Linked DNA regions of Triticum aestivum: region 2 is linked to region 1. The links are chromatin contacts, called in public Hi-C maps. All regions are on one chromosome and are shown on one strand. The core of a region is the stretch at or near the end of the contact, and the rest is flanking DNA. Distances in the headings are between cores, read along the strand shown. Region 1 holds the start of LOC123145521 (putative cell wall protein). Region 2 holds the start of LOC123145524 (craniofacial development protein 1).

Evidence for each region. Hi-C and Micro-C count contacts between places; a contact is called where the count stands out from the background.
Region 2: a contact with region 1 is called in a Hi-C map of leaf, with 3 times the contacts expected there. The contact joins the promoter of LOC123145524 here to the promoter of LOC123145521 in region 1. A contact is called at or near these places in 3 of 5 Hi-C or Micro-C datasets (all in leaf).

Annotation. Positions count from the first base shown.
Region 1 is chr6D:421,412,448-421,419,154 of IWGSC CS RefSeq v2.1, forward strand. LOC123145521 (putative cell wall protein) reads right to left here and starts at 4,803. Exons shown (of 1, transcript XM_044564949.1): 1 at 4,013-4,803. The coding sequence starts at 4,692. The coding sequence ends at 4,360. It overlaps LOC123145520 (nuclear-pore anchor), which reads left to right. Exons shown (of 48, transcript XM_044564948.1): 41 at 216-362; 42 at 444-497; 43 at 584-671; 44 at 744-808; 45 at 876-983; 46 at 1,284-1,346; 47 at 1,507-1,678; 48 at 1,981-3,572. The coding sequence ends at 3,269. It overlaps LOC123145522 (alpha-mannosidase I MNS5), which reads right to left. Exons shown (of 17, transcript XM_044564950.1): 17 at 6,200-6,703. The coding sequence ends at 6,476.
Region 2 is chr6D:421,880,055-421,885,918 of IWGSC CS RefSeq v2.1, forward strand. LOC123145524 (craniofacial development protein 1) reads right to left here and starts at 1,405. Exons shown (of 5, transcript XM_044564954.1): 1 at 1,213-1,405. LOC123145525 (chaperone protein dnaJ 16) reads right to left here. Exons shown (of 11, transcript XM_044564955.1): 7 at 5,350-5,436; 8 at 5,159-5,267; 9 at 4,930-5,078; 10 at 4,793-4,846; 11 at 4,232-4,726. The coding sequence ends at 4,433.

The DNA.
Region 1 (6,707 bases), core at 3,553-6,052:
ATCTTTTATTTTCTTGTGGATATAAGTTTTTTGCCATCCATGTGCAGTGTCTTCTTTCTAGAGTACGAGTACACACCTTAGCCATGTAATCCCGAGCCATGCCATCTAAGTGTAGTGTCAAGGAGACAATTTCAGACCACAGACTTCTATTGATTAACATGCTATCTAAGTGTAGTGTCAACTGACTTCTATTGTTTATTTCTTGTGCCTAACAGTCAACCTTGAGAGAGAATTCAGTTGAGCTTGAGCGTGCAAAGAATCTTCTTTCCGAGAGGGACGTTGCCATAAGAAATTTAGATGAGAAGCTTGCTGGCTGTCAGTCTGAATTGGGAGCTAGGGAAAAGAAGCTGAATGATGTTGAGGTTTGAATTTATTAATCCTTGTGATACCAATATTATGACTTCATATTCTCAGCTGTATTAATATACCATTCTGTTCCATAGGCTAGCCTGAAATCTGAAATTGATAGACAGAAGAAGATTACCTTCACCTACAAGGTTAGGATCTCCTTTTTTTCTGTTGCAAGGTCAAGAGTTCAGTGCCATTTTCATGTGTTATTATGTGACCCTATTTAATGATGCAGAAAAAGGTTGAAGTGTTAATGCGAGAGAAGGCGGATCTTATAAAAGAAAATAAAAGCCTTTTGAAGCAGATTGAAGATCTTAAATCAAGTAATTTGACGTTCTTTCTCTTTCATGTCAATTGATATCTGCAATTTCTCTAGTTCTAAATCTGATGAGCAGGTCAGAAAATGCCGATGGAAACATCAAATGTTCAGGCCGTAAAAGAGAAGGACATCAGGATACAGGTTAGCATGTTGAGCTTAAATGGCATTAAAACATTTCTTCCTGCTTTTAACTCAAATGTATTAACAGACACTGGAAAAAATCTTGGAGAAGGAGAGAGATGATCTCAAGAAAGAAAAGGCAAGCCGCAAAAAGGCTGAGAACGTTTTCTACGTCGCTGTTCAAAATCTATCAAAGGTACATATCTTCCTCGTGCTCATTCTCGATGGATTTTCCCATTCGTAGTGCTTTGCCACATTGTCAGTTTACACATGATAAACAAACGTCAGCCAGTCATGTCATGTAGCATTGTTATAACTATTTTTTTATGCTTTTAGTTTTTATGTAAAATCTTGTAAAGGAATATATTAAGAGAAGTCTAAAGAATCTTCAATGTTTATAAATCAGTGGACATTTTTTTTAATGCCTTCGTAAGTTCTTACCAAAAGGGTGTTTTTAAAGTGTCATCCAATTGATTTTTTCAAATATCGTTTACAGGAGAAGAAGCAAATAGAGGAATCGATTGAGAAGCACCGGCAGGCTGTGAAGGAGGTGATTGAGGTATAGTTTATCTTAAATATCCATTTATTTTCCTGTTGGTTATGGAAGTCACAGTATATATACTTTAATTACGGAGCTCTGCTCATTTTAGGGACCTAACACATTTATCCTTAATTATCTTCTATGATCATAATTGAAAGTCGATGTGCATTTTCTGCAGCATTATTCTGGACAATCATCTCAAATCCCGTCTGGATCAGCAGTAGAGGAGCAGTTCCGTTCATATTTCCTTGCGGCTAAAAAAATGGAGGAGTCTCCTAGCCCGTTCCAAGATGGTTCAACTAGCCAGACACCACCTATTGAAACTCCCACTGTCGATACAGCTGCGACAGGTGCTCCCCCTCTTCATTCTTTCTATTCTTCCGAGGATGGGATATTAAGTAGTTGAAATAAATGCGGCAAGATCATAGAATCGATTAGGCGCATGCATTTGGTAAATAGCCTGAAAATGACGGTTATTTATTGCAAAAGTTAGTATTAGACATTGTTTTGAAATGCAATATTATACTGAACTTACCAGGCATGTTGCTTGGTGGCATAGGGTTGCAACTTAATCGTAGTTGACAATGGGGTTGTTTCTACTTTGTTACCCATCCTTAAAGTATGGGAGTTAATAATCCATCTTTTTCCTCAGGGCGGCAGGTAGCTACTCCGCCAAGGCCTGCTCAAGTTAAAGTGATGGAGGAGAAAGCAGTTTCTTCTTTGCCCAAGCCAAGTACTGAACAACGCAGATCAAGAAGGGTGCTCGTTCGGCCTAGTCTTGAACGAATTGAAGAGCCCCAGGCTGATGCGGCTACACCAGTTGTCGATGGTTCTGCAGTACAAGAGAAAGGTGGCACGTCGACAGAACGAGGTTCCACAGTAGTTCAGGAAAAAGGTGGCCCATCACTGGAGCGTGAAACTTCTGGCAGTGTGTCTGTATTGCCTTCTGGTCGCAAACGTCTCATGCCATCATCGCAGATGAGAGATGATGCATCACATGGAGAGGCTAATGATGCCAATCCTCCATCAAAGAAACCTAAAGAGGATTCTGTTCAGAGTTCCAGTGAGTTAAAAACTGATCAATCGGCCCCTGAAGATGTAACGACTGAGGCTCCTGTGGTTATTTCGATAGACAACCAAGATGTGCAACAACAGCCTGGAGAAGAGATGAACACGGATCAGGCTTCCATGCCAGTTGAAGAGGTTGAGGACATCAAGGATGACGAAGCGGGTAACAATGATGACATGGAAGAATATACAGGTGCATCAATGGACATCGAAGGCCAGGATGCTGAAGTTAATATGGACAGTGATGCAACTGCTGTGGAAGATGTGCCGCTTAAGTCAGAGGCAGTAGTGGAATCGTTTGATGAAGACCAGAAACACGAAGATGCGAAGGAAGAGGGCCAGATTACTACAGCCACCGATGCCGAGGATGAGAGGGAGGAGGGGGAGTTGCCGGATGAACCTGAACAACAATCAGATAGCAGTCCCCTGGATATTGGTGAGCAAGCAGGTGATGCTTTCAGGGCAGCATCTCCAAGTGGGGCAGCAGCAAAGAGCGATGCAGACATGTCAGAGGAGATTGTAGAAGGTGATGGTACTGCTGAACTTGCTGAGGTGGAGCCAGACCAAAGCCCTCTAGCACAGTCAGGCGGAGCGGATGCATCACCAAGCAGAACCACAGATGCATCCCCTGTACGTGAACCTTCCCCTTCAAACCCAGCCATTGCTGGCGCATCTTCTGAACAACAGAATCCCGGTACCGCAGCAGAGAATGTGGGAAGAACAATCAACTTGACGGAGAGGGCAATACAAAACAGAACAAACAGACAAAACAGACTTGTACGGACGAGCACTCCACAGCCTTCCTCTTCCAGGGGTCGTTCTCGAGAAGCCGGGCGCGGACGTGGACGTTCCCGGCGAGGTGGTCAGCCATAGTGAGGTGGAAAAAAATTGGTGTCGTCGCTGGAAACTTGTAGTTGCATCTTTTGCCCAACTACGTAGACTACTTTTTGCCATGAACTACTGAACAAGCTTTGCTGCCGGAGTAAAGCATTGCATGACTAGTAGCCGTCGAGTAAGCAAATATACGCTGCCCGACTCGTTTACAAATGGTATGATACTAAGCGGCTGTGTTATGGCGCGCTCATGTGCGCTTGAATTGCTGTGAGGTCACATCACTAATTGCTACGTGAAACTGGTCATCAATCGTGTCTAAGTTCACCTTATGCGTTAAATTCAGCTCTGGTTTGTTGGCGTTGCGTGCCAGTTGCTGGGGTAGGCGGTGGCTTTCTTAAGGACGCGTGTGGGTTGTTGTCCGTTCTGACTTTTTTTGAACGCATGTACACAAGAGCCATGCTTTTTACACTTTACACTTTCGTTTTCCTTTTGCGCCTTAGGACTTAGTTTAACATGGAGCTTACATTTGCCATATGATGTACTGAGCAATAAAAATCTAAAATCTAGAAAGTGAGTGTCAACTAATCCATCTAGAACATAACACGCCCCGAAAAGCCGTTGGCAGGGCGACACAACTTAAGCCAGAGCCTTTGCCTAGATCACCGAAAACAACGTCCCTTCTAACCAAGGATCAAATTCAGATTTTCACTATGATTGGACCGAACAATGGGTCTTCTTTCATCTATACAAGCTTGTGTTTTTGTGTGGCTAACACAGCAAGCTTCATCATGCATAATACTTCATCATTAATTTATCGAACTAAAAAGAAAAATACATTGAACTACACATTATTGGCAACAACAAAGCAAAGCGAGATATGCGATGGATGCTTCCTTCCTACGCATCCATGCATACCCCATACAGGTACACTCTCCAATCACACACAAAAAACGTCGACAGCGCGCTCGCACGCAGTCGCTGATACATGCATACGCATGCCTTGCCTATGCATAGCAGCTATTTTATTGTAGCAACCAAAAGCTAGCGGAAATTGAATTGTAGCAGGCTAGCTACCCATTGATCGATAGGCGTAACGTGGACGCGTTGGCCGGCCGACTCGATCCATGCATCAGGGGGACTCCGTGGTGGCTGCGGGGCGGAAGGGGTTGGGCACCTCGAAGCCGGGGTTGGGCACCCAGGTGTCGTCGGCGCCGGGGATGAACTGCGCCCTGGCGGCGACCGGGATGCTGTGGTCCAGCCCGCCGATGTCCGGCCTGTAGTGGCTGCCCAGCTCGTACCGCCCGATCCCCGGGATCAGCACCGTCCCCTCCTGGAACGTCTCCGGCCGCTTCACCGCATCCTCCTTCCCGGCCGGGACGTCGCGCGCCGTTGCCGAGCCCGCGCACGCCGCGGCCGCCACCAGCGCCGCGAGGATCAGCAGGGACGCCGACTTGCAGGCCATGTCGATCGAGTGGCTATGTGATCGCGACTAGTGGCAGTAGCTAAGTGAGCCTCTTGCTGCTGTCTCGATCGCTGGCTGTTGCTTTCGTTGTGGTGGATGATGTTGATTGCTCGCCTTGCCGGGCTTATATAGAAGAGCGTGGCGTAAAGGCCACGGGGGAGTTCGCCCGCTGGCGCGCCGCGGGGCGGATGGGAGCTAGGAAAAGGCGGTGCGTTCAATTCGTATGCACGGCGCACGCTGTAACCAACGCCGGGCCGTGCGTTATTGTGCGCGCGCGAGTGAGCAAAAAAGGGCTTCTTCCTAGGGTGTGAATGACGTCGACGAGCATGCGGCGCGAGCGATCGGACGCGGGAAAGGGCCGTACGTGGACGACTGGCAGGGCGCGGTTGAGTTGGTTGCTTGCGTCGTACGTACCGTTCGATTGGGGGCGCGCGCGAGGAGGGAGGGACCCTGCGCCGCGCGGTTGTTGGTCTAGAAGCCATGCCAGGTCCGGAAGCTCCAGCTACCCTCGCCTGCTCTTTATGGCGCCGCCGCGATCGACCACGGGGAGGCTACTTATTTCCTTTCTCTTGCTATATCTCCATTTTGCCACATTTGTGTGGCAGATTTTCCGGACACGGTGTTTTGGCTCCTAGGTGCATATGCACCTATTGTCTAAATACACATTTTGAAAAGTTAAAATTTTTGAAACAAAAATCCCGCGGGTATATCCGGACATTCTATGTGCATGCACAAAGTTTCGGTGAAAAACGATGTTTTTTGCGGCTTGTGCAAAAAAGATAAAAAAATGCAAAATGAATAGTTGTAATGAAGCATCAGAAATTGTCTTTTTTACACAAGCCACAAAAAACCTCGTTTTTCACCGAAAACTTTGTGCACGCACATAGAATATCCGGATATACACGCGAGATTTTTGTACAGAATTTTTCAACTTTTTAAAATGTGTATTTAGATAATGGATGCATATGCACCTAGGAGCCATTGCCCAATTTCCAGATTTTCCAATGTACTACTTGTAGCTTTGATTTACCTAGCTTTGATTCACACCAATAATTATGAACATTTACATTACCAAATCAATATCACTGGATCTATTGAGAAATGCATTTTCATAAATGTATTTATTGGATATTGCATATGTTGATCTTTTCTAAATAGTTCATCAGACTTAAAGCTGTTTAACTTAATACGAAACTAAGTGGTCTTGTATAGATCAAAGGAAGGAATTTTTATTATTCCTGCCCTGCATCGGACATTTGACTTTGCAGCTACATTGTCAGGATTAGGGAAGGTGGCCCAACTAATTTTTTTTTTTTGAATATTTGGCCCAACTAATATTATTGGTGTGAATCTCCATTACAAATCTGACGGCAGATACAGCGTGCAATCACGAACGATTTGCAACTCACAACAAACCAAAGACTGAACTTTATTGTTAAGTCCGCACAAATTAACCAGAATGCACAATGTCTTTAGTATGTTCTTTTTTTTGCATGCACACATGTGCTAAAATAATCAGATCAGATAGTAATAACATATATCGCACAATAAAGTACACCCATATATCGGATGGCAGATACATCAGCATGAAACCTCAAACCAGTATTTGACACGCAGGTTAATTTGGCGAATTCAGACGTCATGAATCTGCTGTCGATGCTATTCTAATGTACAAAGTCAGGCCGAAGCAGGCGGGTAACATTCTATTTTCATGGTGGTGTTTACCTTATTTTGATCATTCTGTGAACGAATGGCGAAAGTATAATCTCTCCAACAACATTGGCTAGTAAACCGCCAGCCACAAGCTGCAGTATCCAGCCATACTGCAGGTTCTCCTCTTGCATGTTACTGACTCTATCCCACAGTCATCGTCGGCCCTGCATCTGTGGCTAGGGAACACATCTGGTATGTGGCACGCACTCTCCCATGGGGAGCCAACGTTCTGCCGGAAAATTGTCTCTGGACAGACTTTGGATGACAATGCGCTCGCACGAATCGGTTGGTTGCCGTCCTGC
Region 2 (5,864 bases), core at 155-2,654, 460 kb after region 1:
TGTCTACTGGCACAGAGGGAAATACTCAAATCACCATGTAATCTGCGGGAGATGGCATGACAGCAAGCTAATGGACGAGGATCGAGGACATCGATGACCATTCACGACATGAAAAGACGCATGAGGCAACCAATGGGGCATCATTTTGTTCTCATCTCACGCATTATATTAGTATGTTCTATCTTTATTACATGCCATTTTATTAATTATGTATATATACTCGCCGTATCGCATATTGCTGTTTCTAGAAATTGTCGTATCCCGTATCGCCGTACTCGTATCGCCGTATCGGTGCAACGTAGGCCGCTGCAGCGTTGCTCCAGGAACAGCAAGCCCAGCATGCAGCGCCTCGCGCCTCCGACGAGCACCAGGGCGCCTCGTTCGCGCCGCGCTCCTCCCCAGCGCCAGCCGCCCTCCTCCACGCAGGCCACCTCCTCTGCCTCGCGCTTCTCCGTGCCGGACGCCTAGCCCAGCCTCCCCTGTTCCCGAGCCGCCGCGCCGCCAGCGCCGATCTGGGCGTCCCTGAGTACCCCCTCTCCCTCTCACTATCCAGCTGGGCGAAGGGATGAACTTGGCGACGGCTTGCTGGCGGGAAGGAGGATTCTGGATCAGCACTTGGCGTCCACGCGCCGGTAGTTTGGGCTCCAGATTGCGCCGGGAGACCGCGAAAACGGGGAGGGGAAAGGGGCGCACCTGGAGGTTTTTTCCTCTATAAACACCTAAAATAACTATCGGGGAGGGGAAGGGGGGCGGGGAGCCACTGGAGCCCGGCTCTTTTCAGCTTTTGACTCTCCATAATCAGCTTTTGAGAAACTTCCCACAGAATCAGCCGTCAAGTTCTTTTCTGAGATTGTGGTCTGAGATTATGGGATGAGTTGTGTGCTGAAATGTCCGTAATGTCCCTGAACTGAAACTGTGTGTCGAATTGCTAACATTCAGGCATCAAGCAAATCATCTACTCCTTCCTACCAAACAAACATCTATCCATCCATCGTTCCATGTACAGAGAAGAACTAGGAACAGGGACGAACAAGAAGGAATAGAGGCTGCACCCAGGGCGGCATTACCATGATCAACTACAACATGAGAGATTGTAAATATAATACATCCATTCATCAGTCCATCTATCCATCAATTTTGTAACAAGAAATTGATAGAAAAGAGAGACATGGAGGACAGAACAGAGAAGACAGAGAGGAGAGGAGAGCTCACCTTAGGCGACGGCCCGAGCGAACTCCGGGAGGCGGCGTCGGGCGTTGAGGCCAGCGGCTTCAGGTGAGCGGCCGGGGCGAGCTGTCGGGCGGCGCGGCGGCGGCGGCCCTGTAACCCTATCGCGAGCGCGAGTGCGGAGGTGGGGGATCGAGCGAAGGAGAGGGATTTTTTTTTTCTGAGGGAAGGAGAGGGACTAGTCGTACGACTCGTTTTTTCTGGGCGCGGCCGGCAGTGGCAGTTCTCTCGTAATTTGCCTCTCAGACAGGGGTACTATCTCCAATCGAAACGTTTTGTTTTGTGGGAGAGCCCAGAATCGCCCGAAGCGAGGTTCCCAGGTGAAATGGACAAAAATAGGGTTTGTTTTTTAAATTACTTTCATCTTTGGGTTATTTTTGTCTATTTTGCCAGGTCCCAGACGATTTTCGATTGCACTAGCGATTGTAGTGATTCTCAGATGATTTTAGACAATCAGATTAAAATTCTTTTGAGCTTTTGATTTTTCAGATCAGGATTGTCCAAAATCGAGTGAAAATAACTGGGCTGGAACTGAAAAAAGTGGGTTTTTTTTCCTTCGTTACCCTAAAATAACTAGGCAACCACTGGGCGTCAACCCGGCTGATAGCCCCCGCATCGCTCGTCCTTGGATCATATCATCATAACTGTTACTTCATGCTTTCGCACATCTCATGATTCACTAATCGCACATCTCACCGCACCCTTTTGCGGCACCAGCTCACAACTTCGATTGAAATTGTCGGTGGCTTCGCAACAGTGGTGTTGTTGTGAGCCCACCCTTCACATATCGTGTGGTGCAGCATCCCTGAAGGAACACTCTCTCTTCCTTTGTGTTTGATTGCAGGGACTCGTGGTTGGGAAACAACACTTGGGGGCATGGCGGCTTGTTGCAAAGAAGGGGCGAGTCACCTCGCGACGAGTTCAAGAAGGTATGAAGGGAAGAGGAGAAAATGGGATGGGAGAGGATGTACTTGCAGCAATGCCGCTGCAACGACGGTTTTTGCAACAGCGATGGTCGGCGCCTTTGGCTACAAGGATGAAGGTTTGCAACAACAATGGTTGGTGTCACGCGACTTGCATATGTCTTGCAGCACGATGGTTTGAGGGTTGCAGCAGCGCGGCGGTCCGACCTAAAAGACCAGTGGTTCAGTGGTTGCAGCAACACAGAGCGGTGACTCGTTGTGCATCGGTGGTGATGGAGCGCGAGGTAGGAGACTACTCATGCGAGAACAAAGGGGAAATGCACAGGCCCACTGGACATATGTTGCGTGCGCTACGCGGTCAAGTAAATGTAGCGACCGGTTAGGTGAACCGAAGCGTCTTCCAAATAACTATCGAGGACGTGATGCATGAGCTAGTGGACTTTCCCTGAGGCCCAACAACTACTGACATACCCAGTTAGTCAGTCCGATCAAAATCCAATATAAATGAACAATGCATGCCACCTCATTCCACCTATATAATTACCACCACTCTCCACCCCCTAAACCCTACCCGCCCATGCCAGTTCACCCCGCCACTGCCGTGAACCACCACCCTCTCCCTAGTTAGGTAGGTAGGTAGGCTGTCGTTGTTGTCGTCACCGGTGGGTACCGCTGACCAAGATGTAGAATCTTCGTGAAGACCCTAATGGCGAAGACCATCACGTTGAAGGTAGCCCTCAGAAACCATCGACAATGTGAAGACCAAGATCTAGGACATGGAGGGCATCCCCCGGGCTAGCAGCGAGTCATCATCGCTGGCGATCAACTAGAGGACGGATGCATGCTCATTGACTACAACATCCAGAAGGAGTCGATGTTGCACCTAGTGCTCCGTTTGAGGGGGGTGCCAAAAGATGACCTACACCAAGCCCAAGAAAGTAAAGCTCATTGTTATGTGGTCCTATGGGGTTGGCGACTCCACCGGCAAGGTTACCTGCCTCTGCAAGGAATGACCCAACGCTAATTGTGGCCAACCACTCCGGCCACCACTACTGCAGTAATTGCAACCTTGCCTATGTCTACAACTAGGAGGCGTAGGTTGCTATGATCTTCACTTTCCTGGGAGAAGAAAAACCAGAAAGTTTTGGTTAGCAGCTAATGTTTGTGTGTTGTTTTGAAGTGGCATTTTGAAACACCAAACACATGTACCCTCTTATGGTGTGCGTACTTTTTGTTTTGATATCATGTCGTGATGGATTGTTAATTAGGATTATATTGGAGTTATTCATTTTGTTATATATTTCTGCCGATGTGCCACTCGTCATCTGAGTAACCTATGTATTCCATGATACTTGTTATGTCCCATATTGTGTTGTTTTACATGCTTGTGTGCTATATAAATCATGTAGATCTTATAATGTTCATGTACATCTTATAGTGTAAGGTGAAGCATAATGGTATTCGTTTGATCATAGTTATGTTGTGATTCATTTTGATGCTTTGTGGGATAGTGTTATGTTGTTGTTGCAGACATTTGTTGTGTTTTTCAAAGGCATAACAAATAGTCACACATTAACACAACTTGTCAAATTAGCTGAAACATAACTCAGTTCAACATCATATGTAATGATCCATCTTAACAAACTCACAATGCTATGCTAGCTAGCATTAACGATCAAATATGTGACACTTGAATTAAATGTTATGCACAATAAATTTGAACAAATCCATAAGACAATTAGGTCACATAATATTGCACAATATTATAGAGCTAGTGCAGAACAAGCTCGCTAATTTTCGAGTTACTGTTTACTCCATGTAGCAAGTATTATTGGTTGGCAGCCAGTACTTTTTAGCTTTTCTCAAGCTATATTGTCAATTTAAAACCAGGACGCTACTTGAGAAAGTTGTTTACGCCAACGTGACAGGTAATTTTCAGGCTTTAGCAGATCAGACAGTTCGTGCTGGCGTCCCTCCAGGCAGGACAGATGACCGAAACCCGCCCCAAATCAAAAGCGTTGGGGGCAAGATTATATAAGTGCAAATGTTGCGCCTTCGGCACAAATGCATGAGACTAGAAGTACAAATAAGAGTTTTCAGGGCTAGCTGAGTACTTCAGTACAAAATACCATTTCTTTACAACATATTCGAAATCTACCAAGATTCCTGACTTTTCAGGAAACAAATCGGTACAGCGTAGGGAGAAAAGATATGAGAAGGCGAATACTGCAAGTGGAATCATCGACACAAAATAATACATTCAGAACGACACAATACATCTCTCAGCAGGGTCTTCTTTTGTCCACTTTCAAATGATGGATGTTGAACCATCTCTTCCTGCGAAGCCGCTCTTTAGGTTTCTTTTCTTTTTTATTAGGGCCCTCTTCATCGCTCGCTGATGCCTCCATCGTCGTCGGACTCTTTGATTTCTTCTCTTTTCTTACACTTTGATCATCATCACTTTTGGACCCTTTAGAGGATGTTTTCCCTTTGCTGTCACTGGAACTCCGCTTTAGAGTTGGGCTGTTGGTGTAGGATGCATGAATGGCATTCCTTTCGTTGAGAAGCTCATCAATCTATGCAAGAACATTATGTGAGAACAAGGCAAGGAACAGAAATAGATGTTCCACAAATACACGTACCGTTTGCATCTCTTGAGCATATCTGCTGGTCATCTCAGTGAACTTTGCTAAAACCTGCCAATTCCAACTCTTAACAATGATGTGTTTTCACTTAAAAGTCTGTTTCCGTAGATAATCTGCAAAAGGTGAGGGCATACCTCTCTATACTCCGACTCAAATTTAGACAGCTCGGACCGTTTTGCAAGTATCTTTGCCTCCACGCTTCGTAGCTTCTCCTTTTCGTTGGAAAAGGGTTCAGCACATACAACCTCTAAGGTATAGGTTGCACTTTTGAAGAAATTATCGCCTAATAGACCAAATGCTTTATGTAAGCCTATACATGTTTGCCATGGGTAATTTTACAGGAAGTAACATAAAGTGGCATACCATAAACAGCAAAATAATGGGTCCCTTCTTTCAGTTCATTAACTTCGCATGGTTGAAAACCATCCAATCTCTTAAAGAATGCACTATCGGGATCTTTTGCAGCAGCAGCCTCGAAATAATTGGAGCTTGTAAAGAGGCAAGCCAACAAAGAAACAAAAGGATAGACAACAAGACACTATTTGTATACTCACTGAATTATTATGTTCAAAACGGTACACGGGAAAGCCAAGAAAGAACATCCCAGCAGAAGTAACTTTCCCGGTCTTTGCACTATCTTCCTGCAACAGAATGGTAGATATCAGCTGACATAATGCTCAAAGCCTCAAAAACTAGTACACTGAAAATTATAAAATGGACCAACACAAGCATACTTCCAAGGCATTACATTATATGCAATTCAAATTTGACAACACAAAATTGGGACTACTCCAATCACACTAGAAGATCTGGTTAGGCCCAAGAAAGCAACATGTGCGTGAATGCCTGGATTTAACCAAGCTTCTGGATGGGGGATAGGACCACAAGAAGACTTTGTTAAGGTTTAGGCCATTCGCAGAACGCAGCTTCCTGGTAAGATTATGCAGAAAGCAGTTTCTAGCTGGTGTCCCTACAGACATACAGTCCATATCTAAACCTGAGATGATGCTGGCGGACATATCTGACATTTACATGAATTAGCAAAATGCAATATTTTAAGTTCCCTAAT